Regions from separate parts of the Arachis hypogaea genome. Here region 2 is linked to region 1. Evidence: chromatin contacts called from public Hi-C data. All regions are on one chromosome and are shown on one strand. Each heading gives the region's core, a stretch centred on a gene start, on an enhancer-like site or on the middle of the called end of the contact. The rest is flanking DNA. Distances are from core to core; before and after follow the strand shown. Region 1 holds the start of LOC112776479 (folate-binding protein 1). Region 2 holds the start of LOC112775264 (serine/arginine-rich splicing factor SR30).

Evidence for each region. A called contact is a pair of places that touch in the nucleus more often than the background predicts.
Region 2: a contact with region 1 is called in a Hi-C map of leaf, with 2.3 times the contacts expected there. The contact joins the promoter of LOC112775264 here to the promoter of LOC112776479 in region 1. A contact is called at or near these places in 2 of 8 Hi-C or Micro-C datasets (both in leaf).

Annotation. Positions count from the first base shown.
Region 1 is chr19:38,218,304-38,225,160 of arahy.Tifrunner.gnm2.J5K5, reverse strand. LOC112776479 (folate-binding protein 1) reads left to right here and starts at 3,397. Exons shown (of 4, transcript XM_025820667.2): 1 at 3,397-3,956; 2 at 5,301-5,650; 3 at 5,994-6,307; 4 at 6,599-6,836. The coding sequence starts at 3,839. The coding sequence ends at 6,719.
Region 2 is chr19:38,862,818-38,869,674 of arahy.Tifrunner.gnm2.J5K5, reverse strand. LOC112775264 (serine/arginine-rich splicing factor SR30) reads right to left here and starts at 2,784. Exons shown (of 14, transcript XR_011877026.1): 1 at 2,568-2,784; 2 at 2,108-2,212; 3 at 1,489-1,554; 4 at 1,317-1,391; 5 at 1,112-1,220; 6 at 892-938; 7 at 727-784; 8 at 1-40.

The DNA.
Region 1 (6,857 bases), core at 2,148-4,647:
AATCAAACCTCTGTGGTGAACCAACGCTACAAAACTCTCCTCACTAGCCATTTTCTCCCTCTAATGAGAGCAACTCACTTTCACACCATATATATACAGGTCTGGTCCTCACTAATTCGAACTAGCCTAGTTTGAATTGTATATGGTGTAATTTGAATCAGCATCTTTCGAATTACATAGGACTTGGTATTTGTGAGTAAATCGAATCAGCCTAGTTCGAATTACTGTTAGTGTGTAATTCGAACTAGGTGAATTCGAATTACATGTTTTGGGTGACTCCTCATAATTTGAATCAACATGATTCGAATTATATATAAATGAAGTTCGAGCTTAGCTGATTCGAACTACATATTAATGTGTTTTGGTTGATTGATGAAGCTGAATTCGGATTGGCTTAATCATGTAAATTTGTGCTCTCCTTGGCTTATTTAGGTTTTTTACCCAATTTAATATGTATATTTTATATTTCATTGGTGTTAATAAGTCTGATGCACACATAATAATTAATTTTGATGTTTTCTATTTAAAAATAATATTTTTCTCTGTATGTATAAAAATATAATTAGATATTAGCATAAAATAAATTTATATTGATAATTATAAAATTAACTCAAATTTTACTTTTTTAAAATGATTGAATCTTGATTCTAACTTTTGATCACAATATTAGTATTTTTTTAAAATTATATGTAATAAATATTTGAATAAAAAGAAGTAAATATATATATATATATATATATTAGAAAGATAAGCAGTAAAATTTAAAACTAAATAAAAAAGTATGCATATAATAATATTTTTTATTTAAACTATATTATATTGTTAATTTTATTTTTGTAGAATAGAAAGGTAGAGAAAAATAGAGAATGCGAGAAAAGAAAGAGAAAGATAAAGAAGAAGAATGAGAGAGAGAGTTTGTTAATTTTGGAAGTTAAGAAAGAATTTTATTTTAATTGTAATAAAAAAATATCTGGTCACACATACATTTTGATTTGTCAAACTACTAATATAAAATATAAATTATATAGAATGAGAAGGATAGAAAGAAATAGAAAAGAGAGAGGTAGATAAGAGAATGTAAGAAGGAGGAGATTTATTAATTTTGGAGAGAAATATTTTCTCTAAATTTTAATAAGAGAGCGTCATGTATTATAATTTAGTTATTAAATTAGTTAGTAATATATAAATATAATATATAATATAGCTATATTTTAATTTTAATTTTAATTTAATTTGAATGCTATTAGAGAATGCCATGCTGTATATTTTGATTGTCAAATTTGTAATTAGTCAATGATAATAATATATAAGAGAGATAGAGTGAGTGAACGAATGAGAGAGATAGAACAACAGAGAGAGAAGATGAGAGAACTCTTTAATATTGGAGGGAAAATTTTGATTTGAATTGCAACGAAGGAATGACATGTGACACATTTTGGTTGTAAAATTAGTAATATATAATAAAGTAAAAAGGATATTATATAAAATATAATATAAAATATAAATTATAAATTATAAATTATATATAGAGTGGGAAAGATAGAGATAAATAAAAGAGAAAGAGAGAGAGAAGTAGATAAGAGAATGCAAGAAGGAGGAGGTTTATTAATTTTGAAGAGAAATGTTTTTTTCTAAATTTTAATAAGAGAGTGTCATGTAACACATTTTAGTTATTAAATTAGTTAGTAATATATAAATATAATATATAATATAACTATATTTTAATTTTAATTTTAATTTTAGTTTAATTTGAATACGATTAGAGAATGCCATGTTGTATATTTTGATTATCAAATTTGTAATTAGTTATTGATAATGATATATAAGAGAGATAGAGTGAGGGAAGGAATGTGAGAGATAGAGTAATGGAGAGAGATTCTTTAATTTTAGCGGAAAAAATTTAATTTCAATTGTAATGAGAAAATGACATATGGCATATTTTGGTTGTAAAATTAGTAATATATAATAGAATAATAGATATATAAATATAATATATAATATAACTATATTTTAATTTTAATATTTTAATTTTAATTTAATTTGAATGTAATTAGAGAATGCCATGTTGAATATTGTGATTGTTAAATTTATAATTAATCATTGATAATGAAAATGAATAATGATATGTAAGAGTAGGGATGGTAAAACTCCCTGAGACGCAGGGATCCTTACGGGGACTGCCCCGAATGGGGATCCGACTATGGGAAATTTTTTCCGTGGGATGGGACGGGAGACAAAATTCTCCCGAGGCAGGCGCGGAGACCCGAGCGGGGATCCCCGCCCCATCCCCGCTAATCCCCGAAATTCATAAATTTACTAAATTGTCCTTAATAGTTTATTTCTCATATATGTTTTTTAGTCATTTCACACACACATATATATATAATCCTCATTTGCATAACCCTTCTTTAATTTAGAAATCCCTAACACTGCTCATACTCCATCCAACCTCTTTGCAGCCACCCTCTCGTCACTCTCCCTTCTCACCGTATCGTCACACCTCACTGTGCCATGATCCTCACCGCGTCGTGCTCTCTATTTGCGGCGTTCCTTTCCGTAACTCTATTGTCGTGTCCATTGTCCTCTCTGTTGCCGCATCTCCCACCTTATCCTCTTCTCTGTCCTCTGGCTCGCCATTGCGTCCCCCCACTGCTTCATTTCGAAAGAAGTCATCATCTTGTCGTTTAGACTTTTTGTATAAATCTTGTTGTTTTTGTATAGAATGGATACTTACACCTCTATTCATATGGAAATTAATAATTAGTTAGAACTATCAGACAGATTGGGAATGGGATCCCCGCGGGAAATAAGGCCCTGTGGGGAATGGGAATGGGAATGGGGAGCAATATTCCCCCACGGCGGAGAATGAAAACGCAGACGGAGAGTAAATCTGAGGGCGGGATGGGGAGCAGGAAGGCATCCCCCGCCCCCCGCCCCCCGCCCTCCGCCCTTTCCCATTGACATCCCTATATAAGAGAAATAGAGTGAGTGAAGGAATGAGAGAGATAGAGAAATGGAGAGAGAGAGAGGAGAAGAGAACTCTTTAGTTTTGGAGAAAAAGATTTGATTTCAATTATAATAAAAGAGTAACATAAAATTTAACATATGACATATTTTAATTGTAAAATTAGTAATATATAATAAACAATAAATATAAAAATACTCTATTAGGTAATAAATAAATTTGATCGATTAACTCAAATTTTTTATTTAGCAAAAATATAATTTTATTTTTTTAATTCGACACTAAATACATTTTAGAAATAAACCAACCAACATATTTATATTACTTTTTATCTTTGGAAACAAAATTCACTTTGCCAAATTAATTGCATCTTTTAAGATACGAGAATTGCTTTTTGGTGTCTAAGATATGAGAATTTGAAAAGGAAAATCATTTTCAAAAATAAAAGAATAAAATAGAAAATATTTTCACACACTCTCTCTCTCGTTTTATTTTTTCGGTATATTTTTCACGGTCTTTATAAACTTGACGTACCTGTTTTATTCTGGTTGGTCCAAGGAACATAAATTTTTTTTTTGTCAATGAATTAGACAATTTCCAATCCTAAATACACAACACACCCACCCACTCACATGTCTTTTGTATTTGTGGCCCAATTGTAGTTCTGTGTTTTTTTCTTGATAAAGTGAGGCAGGTTGTTCTAAGCCCAAGGGAAAACGAAGGAAAAAGCTGAAGAAGAAGAAGAAGAATCAATTGTCCAAAAAGAACAAGAAGAATCAGTCCAAAAAGAAGAAGAAGAAACTAGAGCTTGGATTCAACTGCAGCGTGGTTGGGTGGAGTCTGGAGTGTATTCAATGAAATCGAGGTTGTAATATGGTGGTGGTTGTACGGTTATCGAAGCAGTCCCAGTGCCTTCTCGGACCCAAGACCTTCGATTATGGCTTCCTCCTTTTCCTCCTCTTCTTCCATCTCTTCCTACCTTACTCTTCCGGTTAGCTTCTCTCTCTTATAATCTTCTCGGATTAGATGTGCTCTTGAGCTTAATCAATCAACACACAAGACAGAAACAAATATATATGAAAGATTGAGATTTTACACCTTCATTTTGTGAAATACAGACAGGGTATATTTTGGTTAGTTATGATCTTGGAAACCTTTCAATTTGTTAAAAATTCAATTTTTTTTTTATCTTTTTTGGCCAAAGATAGATTCACCCGCTCAGCCATGTTATGACCAAAATTGGTGTTACATTATTCGTTTCTTATTAGTAGCAAGTTAGTGACTTAACACACACTGGCAACACATCCAAGCAGGTCATTCAATCTTTTATTTCATTTGATTATCTCAGAAACGGGGTTCTGTTCTTGTGCCGATCGTTATTTTTTGAGTTCTTTGCAAATTGCAGCAGGGGTTTATGCACTTACATGTAACTTTAGTTCCATTTGGTTAGTAACTAGAGAGAAGTATTTGTTTGCTTCGAGCACATTTAATGCGTGCTTCAATGGGGTTCTACTTCTTCACCGAATGCTATTTTTTAGTTCGTTGTGATTTGCAGCCGGGTTATATGAACTAGTGAGTGTAACTAAAAGTGTTGCAGTTGCAGTGTGTTATGGCCATCCATTCATGATGCGGTGAAGCATATTAAAAATTGGCAATCTTGATGGAACCGATTGATTGCCACTGGATTTGAAGAATAGAAAATGGGTTTACTGAGGCTTTGGATATTATGTTTACTTGAACTAGATACAACTAACCAGAAACCAAAAATTTGTTTCTCCTTTTCTCCCTTCTTTCTCTTGGATGTAGACAAATACAGGAGAGTGACTGCTTTTTGGCTTAGCTCGTTAAGATCCTTGTTTAATCCTAATTTTCCATCATGTTCTAGTTTTGTCATTAATGAATGCGCAATATGCAGTAGGACTCTGCCTGAAAAATATTTTGGCAATAGATCAATCACTAACCTCCTGTAGTTAGATTGCCTTGAACAACTTTTTATATCCCCATATTGTGGATATCAAGTGGTAGAAGATGTAAAGATGTTACTTCTATGTTGTCACAGTTTGCTCTCGAAATGAACTTCGCATTCCATTTTCTGCGTTCTTCTTTTACTAGTACATGGAGTACCCAGAAAAGTTGGGATGTTTAGGCACCTGTCTTAGGTATCACATGTGTAACATTCTGATGGTTATATAATTGAGCAAATGAGGTTGTTAAAATAGTTTTGGTAGATCAAACTTTATTTAGCCTGTTACCACTTCATTCGTAAATGAATTTCTTCCAGAATTGTATTCAATACTTCATTCAGTTGTGAATTCTTCCCTTTTTGTAATCACAGGTAAACCCAGTGGAGTATGTGTTTCTCAAGGTGGTCGATTTCCTGCCTTTAAATCAGAGGGTTACCCTCCCAGAAAGGGTCCCAAAGATCTGACTCTTTGTCGGATTTTTCGCAAAAACACTTGTTGTGACATAAGCCACACACATCCTGCATTGCTAGCTGTAAGAAAACTTGCTTCTACTGGGGAAGCTGGGCATGAGTGCTTGCACTTATGGGAAATGTTGGAATGTGCAATATGCGATCCACGCGTTGGTACTCAACCTGGACCTCCTCTTATTTGTGCATCCTTCTGCGAAAGAATATACAAGGCATGCTCGAATGCTTACTTCTCTATGGATGTGAAAACACAGGTATACATGGCTGACTCTGACTTTTGAAAAGAAAATATATATTGGATCGAAGGAATGTGTTTGGGTCCTTTATTTGATTTGTTTTAAAACAATAACTTTATCCAAATTAATCATTTAGTTTACATGTAGTTATTCGCTTCGGGTCATGATTGGTTTGTATTTTATAATGCATAACAGATTTGCGAACTGTTGTTTTATTGTTAAGATTAGATGCCCTAAGTATTTTTAAGGGATATTTTTCAACATATATATTCAGGAAATGTAGTTATTCATGATTAGTCTTTCTGAACCACAACATTGGATCCTTATATATATCTATTTTTCGTTTGACTTTTACCACCAGCTGCTAGCACCTTGTGGAGTAAATGACTTTGTGTGTGGTAGGGCTGCTGAATGGGTCTCCAATGGTACGGATCTTTGTGTTGCTGCAGGTTTTCAAGTGAAACCATCTGATATGATACACGCTGCCTCTGAAGAAACTCTTTGCTATGGTGATATGGCGAGTCTAAATTCGGTTGCTGATTCATGGAAAGCTTCTCAGTTTGATCTGACTGAGAAAGCTGATTTCCAACAATGGGTTAGGAAAATCCCATTCATTGAAAGAGTTTCTTGGGCCATAGGAGGGATGGTTCTAACTGCCGGATTGGTGTTTATAAGGTCAGAATGCAATTCTTTTCCCTTGTATCATTTTTCTTTTCTTAAGTGAACTAGCTTTAGTCCCATTTCTCTTACTTTGCACATCCTGTCAAATTGACTGTGATTCTTGATAAACCAGTATTTGTATTCTCCCCTTATGCTACTTAATTCTAAATACAACTGCATTACATGAATTCTGGATCTTGTCATATACTGTATGCAGTATATATGCATTGAGAAATGGTTCCTTTCTTCAATTTTGTTAGATTGTTCTCTCTATTCTTGTTTACATTGATGTCATAATCATTGCAGCAAAAGAAAAAGCCATAGCCAACGCCATAAGCTCGCCGCTATAAGGCGAACTGCGAGGAAGTTGGAAGGAAGGATGTCAGACAAGCCTTCAAGCTCTCAAGAAAATAGGAAAAGAAATTGAAGATAAGTATTATTGGCTTGTATGTTAAGTTGAAAACATAAGTAGTTTTGGTTGATTAGCATGTGAATTTATGGTTTCTTGTTGCAATTATCAAATCGAAATACCACTTTGCACGCTTCTCTATTCTCTACTCCGTTT
Region 2 (6,857 bases), core at 1,535-4,034, 650 kb before region 1:
ATGTCATCATAATTTGTATAATCCACTATCCCAGTCATACCTACAAGTATACCAACATTAATGAATCATGTGAAAATTGGAACAAAAAGACTAGCTCAAAAAAGCCTAGGAAGTTAATCTGAGAGTTGCAATGAAGAGACAATTGGCAATTTTTCCTAGACTGACTTCCCCCTAAAATAAGTTATTCACCCAGCCACCTACATCAGTATCACCATTTGAAATTACTAGAAAACATAACCAACTCAAATAGCCAATATCATTGGGCTAGCTTATTCTGTTCAAATAAAGATTGATATGATGCTTGGCGAAATCTCAGATGACAGATTATTGTTGTATACAAACCAATATGAAGTTATAAAGTATATACGTGCTTGCCTAGCCTGATTCAATATTATTATGTTGACTATTTAGCCCTTACAAGCCCATCCAACTAACAATCCCAACAACTTCTTGAATAACCCGAATACTAGTTTTACCAAAGACAACTTTATATCTCACCCCTCAATGCCTAAGATCTAAATCTTCTTGTATCATTACCCTTCCTCATTAATTTTGCAAGGAAAAAAAATGCAGGGCATAAAGGAATTTCCTCATTCTACTTGAACTTAACATCTAGGCAGTGGATATGTGTGTGCTGTGCACTGAGCACCCTTCAGCAATCAGCATTAACCATTTTGAAATCAAATGATATGAAACTTAAGCCAATTTCTATTTTAATAAGCTTACCACCACGCTCACGGAAGACTTGAGAAAAACACACATCACCAGCTCTTCGCATATGATCCTAACCATGTAAAACGACAATCAGCAAACATTAAAAATACCATCAATCCCCTGCATGCTAAAACTCTAGCATATCTCAAGTGTTTGTAGTGAAGAATCGGTCCATACTTTCAGGTCTTGCCATGAAGCAGAAGGGGGTAATCCTGTTACAAGAACTACACAAACACAAAATAAAAAACAACGAAAAAAGGAAGAAAAAGAGAAAAAGTCAACAAAAGAAGAGTTTCTTTCCATGGAAAATAAGAAAATAAAGAAAGAAAAAACTAAGAATAAACTAGTATAGAGAGATACATAGCTATAAAAAATTCAATGAAGAAATAATGCATACCACGATAATCGGAACGCCTGGAAACTCCACGGCTACTGCTACTACCACTATAGCTACTATAGCGGTCTACTGATGATGTATGACCCCGTCCACCGTGTGCAAGTTCAACCTACAGTAACAAATAAAGGTCAAAAGTTCATAATAATTGAAGATATTGTTCCAAGTAACTCCAAAGGACAAGAAAAGTAAGAAAAAATGCACTGACCCGTAACCGAAAACCATCAAAGTTGTAACCATCTCTATAGTAAATGGCATCTTCAGCATCACGGATATCCTCAAACTGCAAAATATAATGTTCAATACACAATGTAAAAAAGTGATCTAGACCCTGAGGAAAATACTGCCTCATATCCTTACAACATGAAATTCAGACACACCTCCACAAAGGCATAACCTGGTGGTCTCGGAGGAATCTTCAGATCAATGTCAACAATAGGACCAAACTGCAATTAGAGGACAAACAAAACAATTAAGGATCATCAGCAACAAATTCCAGATGTACTTGTCCACAATGACATTCCAAAACAAACTTTGTGTTCCCCATTACCATGGCTGGAAGAAAAAAAAAAATTGGAATGAGACTTCAAAGCTCAACTGAAAATTTCAATTGACCAAGTCAAATATAGATCTTCACTATTGATTAGATTCTCTTGTAAGTTTTATATAAGGATCAATCTTGCCATCAATGGTGAAAACCAAGACTTGATATAGTCAAGTGGAATCTCCAATTGAGATGATCCATTCCACGAAACAATGCATAATAATTGATAGAATTAAGGATTCTTCACTGCTTAATTCAGCCTTTTTTATCCCCTAAAATATACTCCGGAAATGAAACCATATCTCGTCCAAATGCTAAACTAAACAAAAAGTGACGATCAATGTTTAAAGACTTCCAAAATTATTTAACATAACCGTGAAGATAACCTGAATTTATATATGTTTTTGGACATATAATAAAAACAATAATAGATAACAACAAATAAATAAAAGTACCTTGTAGAAAAGATCCTCTACTTCCCTCAAGCGAACATCGCCAGGAAGATTGCCAACATAAATTGTGCGACTAGACCGTCTAGCCATTTTTCTTCGCCCGAAGCACTGTTTAACTCACTTAGTCATTTTTCGTCATAAATCTCCAAACAAACTAATAATTAACACTAATCATCATCATAATAATAACAATCATAAGTTGATAAAGTACTGATCAGGGAAATTGAAATGAAATCAAGCGTGGTTAAAATAACAATTAAGACCTTTTCACTCCGAGCCTTCCCAGACGATAATCCATTTAACGTAGTTTAAACCTTAACATATGGTTTCCAAAAAAAAAAATGCAATACTAGAATGAAATCCTGTGTGTATTAGGAATTTTAAAGAAGAAGAATTTGACACTGATGAAGGAAATGGCAATGAACAGTGTTGAGGATTCGAGAGAGAAGACAAAGAAGCGTACCTGAAATGAGAAGAAGCTGAGAGAAGCTTATGGAAGGTGAAGGTTAAAGTGAGAGAGAAACAGAGACAGATAGAGAAAATATATTTATTGAGCAAAATCAGAGCACGGAGAACTGGACAAGTGTTGAGGCGACACGTGCATGGCCTTACATGGTGCTCAAGAACTCAACCATGAAATCTACGCCGTTCAAGGCCAATGAATTTTCATACGTGTCTTCAGCAGATGACACTGACCGGTAGTTTTCCAATATAGAAGCTAGACTAATTATCCAAATAGGTCTCAAAAATTTTAAAAGTGAATATTTTATTTTAATTTTTAAATAAATTAATATATAGGTTAATTTTAAAATTTTATTTTGGTAGATAAATCGATCTTTAATTTATTTTTTGATAGAATAATTATCTAAATCAATTTCTAAAAATTTTAAAAATAAATATTTAAATTCCCAAAAAGTTAATATAGAGACCAATCTCAATATTTTTCTCCGTCAAAATTATTTATAAAAGATGAGTTATATTCAAATATTATATATTTATCTTTGTTTATAAACTTTTGTCAAGTGGTAAGCTAAAATATTGATCTGTATTTAAAGAATTTTTTATTTGTCTACAAAAAGTACAAAGAAAAAAATAATTATGTATTTTTTTTGAATTTATAGATTTAACTGTAAAAAAATATTTAAATAGATCTAAAGTAATTTTTAAATTTGTACCGAGTAAAAATTTTTTACAATTTCTCGTATATTACCTTATCAATAAATTCTTGAGCCTCCAAAAACTATAAAATTTAGAAACTAATAAATATACTATATGCCAATATCAATTTTATTAAATTTGAATGACGATTTAAGAGAGAAAAAGAATAAAGCCTGTAAAATTGAAATGTTTTTGTTTCGCATTGGATTTCTTACACATGTTTAACAAAAGAAGTCATTAATCCCTCTCTATATCTTCAAATCTATTTCTAACTAATATAACCTCTTTTTGTGTGATATCTATTATTTATTCTAATTTTACAACTAAAATATGCTACATGTCACTTTTTTATTGTAATTGGAATCAAATTTTTTTCTCCAAAATTAAAGAATTTTTCTCTCCTTCTTACTAATTTTACAACTAAAATGTGTCATATATTACTCTCTCGTTGTAATTTAAATAAAATTTTTCCTTTCAAAATTAAAGAATTCTTCTCTTCTCTATACTAATTTTATAACCAAAATGTGCTACATGTCACTCCCTCATTGCAATTGAAATCAAATCTTTCCCTCCAAAATTAAAGAGTTCTCCCCTCCTCCATCTTTCTTTCTCTATCTCTCTCATTTGTTCAACCACTCTATCTATTTTATATATCATTATTAATATTAATATCAATGACTAATTACTAATTTGACAATCAAAATGTACAACATGACATTCTTTAATTGCTTTAAAATTAAAATTGAAATATTAAAATTGAAATTGAAATATATCTATATTATGTATCATAATCATATATTATTATCTAATTTAATAATCAAATGTGTCACATGATACTCTCTTATTAAAATTGAGCGAAAATATTATTTTTCAAAATTAATAAATTCCCTTCCTAAATTCTCTCATCTACCTCTCTCCATTTTTTTTATTTCTCTCTACCATTTTTACTCTATATATAATTTATATTTTATATTAGTAATTTGACAAATCAAAATATGTCATCCGATATTTTTTTGTTATAATTAAAATAAAATTTTTTCTTCCAAAGTTAACAAACTCTCACTCTCATTTTTTCATCTTTATCTTTCTTTTTTTTTTTCTCTCGTTCTCTATTTTTTCTACCTTTTTATTCTACAGAAAATAAAATAATATAATTCAAATAAAAAATATTATTATTATTATTAGAGTAAAGTATCATTTTTATCCCCAACGTTTGGGGTAAATCCTATATGTGTCTCTAACGTTTAAATCGTCCTATTTGTATCCCTAACGTTTGTAAAAGTGATTCAATGTTATCCTACCGTCAATTACACATCATGAGCGGTTTAGTTTAAGTTTTAAAAATCTCTTCTTGAAGTTAGAATACAAATATCTGTGATAGAATCGATGATCTACTCTGAAAAATAGCTCATCAAATGTTGAAACTAATTCCTACAACATTTACATAATTCACTTTTCTAGGGACATAATTGAATCTAAACACAAATAATGGGTATAATATTAAAATCGAACACATCCAAGTGAGAATAATTTAAAAATATAATCTGATTTGTTAGTATAATTGATAGTAGGATAATATTGAATCACTTTTATAAACGTTAAGGATACAAATAGGACGATTTAAACGTTAGGGACACAAATAGAACTTACCACAAACGTTGGGGACAAAAACGATACTTTACTCTTATTATTATATACATATTTTTTTAGTTTTTTATTTAATTTTAAATTTTTACCGCTTATCTTTTTAATCTATATACTTTCATTTCTCTTCTTTCAAATATTTATTACATATAATTTGGAGAGAATACTAATGTTATAATTAAAAGTTGGAATCAAGATTCAATTGTTTTAAAAAAATTAGTTTTAATTAATTTTATAAATATCCATATAATTTTTTTATACTAATATCTAATTATATTTATATATATAGAGAGAAAAAATATTATTTTTAAATAACAAATTAATTATTTCTATTTGTGCAACAGACTTAACACCTAATTAAATGTAAAAGTATACACGTTAAATTGTTTCAAATTTTAGATAACGAATGTTAAAATTAATTATTAATAAAAAATGAGACTTTTTCATATAAAAATAATAACTAAAAATTTTATTATTTGATTTTTTATCTATAGATACATTGGTCTTCTTAGTCAGAGACTTTTGTCAACCTACGACTTTTTTTTGTAAAAGTAGTTTGATTTTATAAATCTTTTGTGTCATGCATAATCTGTACTGTCAAAATAAAATGAACCGTAATCTTAAAAAATATATATTCCCATAATATTATTATGAATAAAAATATTAATTTTAATCTAATAATAGGTACGTATAATGTTATTTTTTACTAACATGAGTTAGTTTCGCTCTTATAAGTTTGTTGCTGAAAAAGAAAAAAAAAATTAATTTACTATCTATCACTAGTATAAAATTGTTTTTCATAACTTAATTCGATATGCGTTACATAATTTCCGTTGCTATATCTCAAGATCAATCTATTAATCTTTCAGGTCAAAATTTTTTTCTTTATATAATAAAGAGAAAAGGACAAATAGATTCCTGACATTTTGTCCTACGGATATTTTTGTCTCTGACCATTGAAAAATATTTTTAAGTTCCTGACCTTCACAAAACTTAGACGGATCAGTCCCTCCATCTAAATGCTTCCGTCAGGGACTGATCCGTCCAAATGTCTCCGTCAAGGACTGATCCGTCCAAGTTTTGTGAAGGTCAGGGACTTAAAAGTATTTTTTAATGGTCAGAGACGAAAATATCCACGGAACAAAAGGTCAGAGACCTATTTATCTTTTTCTCTATAATAAAAGATAGAAGGAGATAGATAATAAGTATATATTTATAACATTTAATTACAATAATTACATTATCTTTTATTTTTTGGATTAGTATTTTTTTAATCATCTTTCGAAAACTAAATCTTGTTTGCTTTAACTATACCTTCTCAACTAATAAAATAAATTTTAAGAGGATAAACCTATTAAAAAATATATGATTATTAATATAGAAACAGAAATATGTATATTTAATGCAATTTTCGTATTAATTAATAAAAAATTAGTTATTTTATTGTGTATTGGTTCCATTAATTACATTAATGGCTCATCTTTTCATATATTCTAGAAGTTTTAAAATTCTTCACCCTATAATTGATATTTATTAATATATTTCTAGTATAGTACAGTTAACCTTAATTAATAAATATCTCTTGAATAAAACAAATATTCAAGTTTTTTTGTCTTTATTTCCTAACATATATTGATGAGATCCTTTGAAAGTAATTTGTCTATTAAAAAAAAAGTAAATCATTAATTATCAATAAATTAAAGTTTGTATAAAAAAATTTCTATATCAATATAAATATTATAAAGATTAAATTATATAAAAACTGAATTATACCAAAAAATAATTACACATATATATTAAGAACATAAATTACATATGATAAAGGTAACAAACTTGTTTTTAAAATCATGTTTTTTTGTGATTTTTAAACTTTTTTTCATCTATTTTTTTTATTTGACTAAAATTTTTATAATTGGGTGAGAAACACTTCAAGATAAAGTAACATATAATT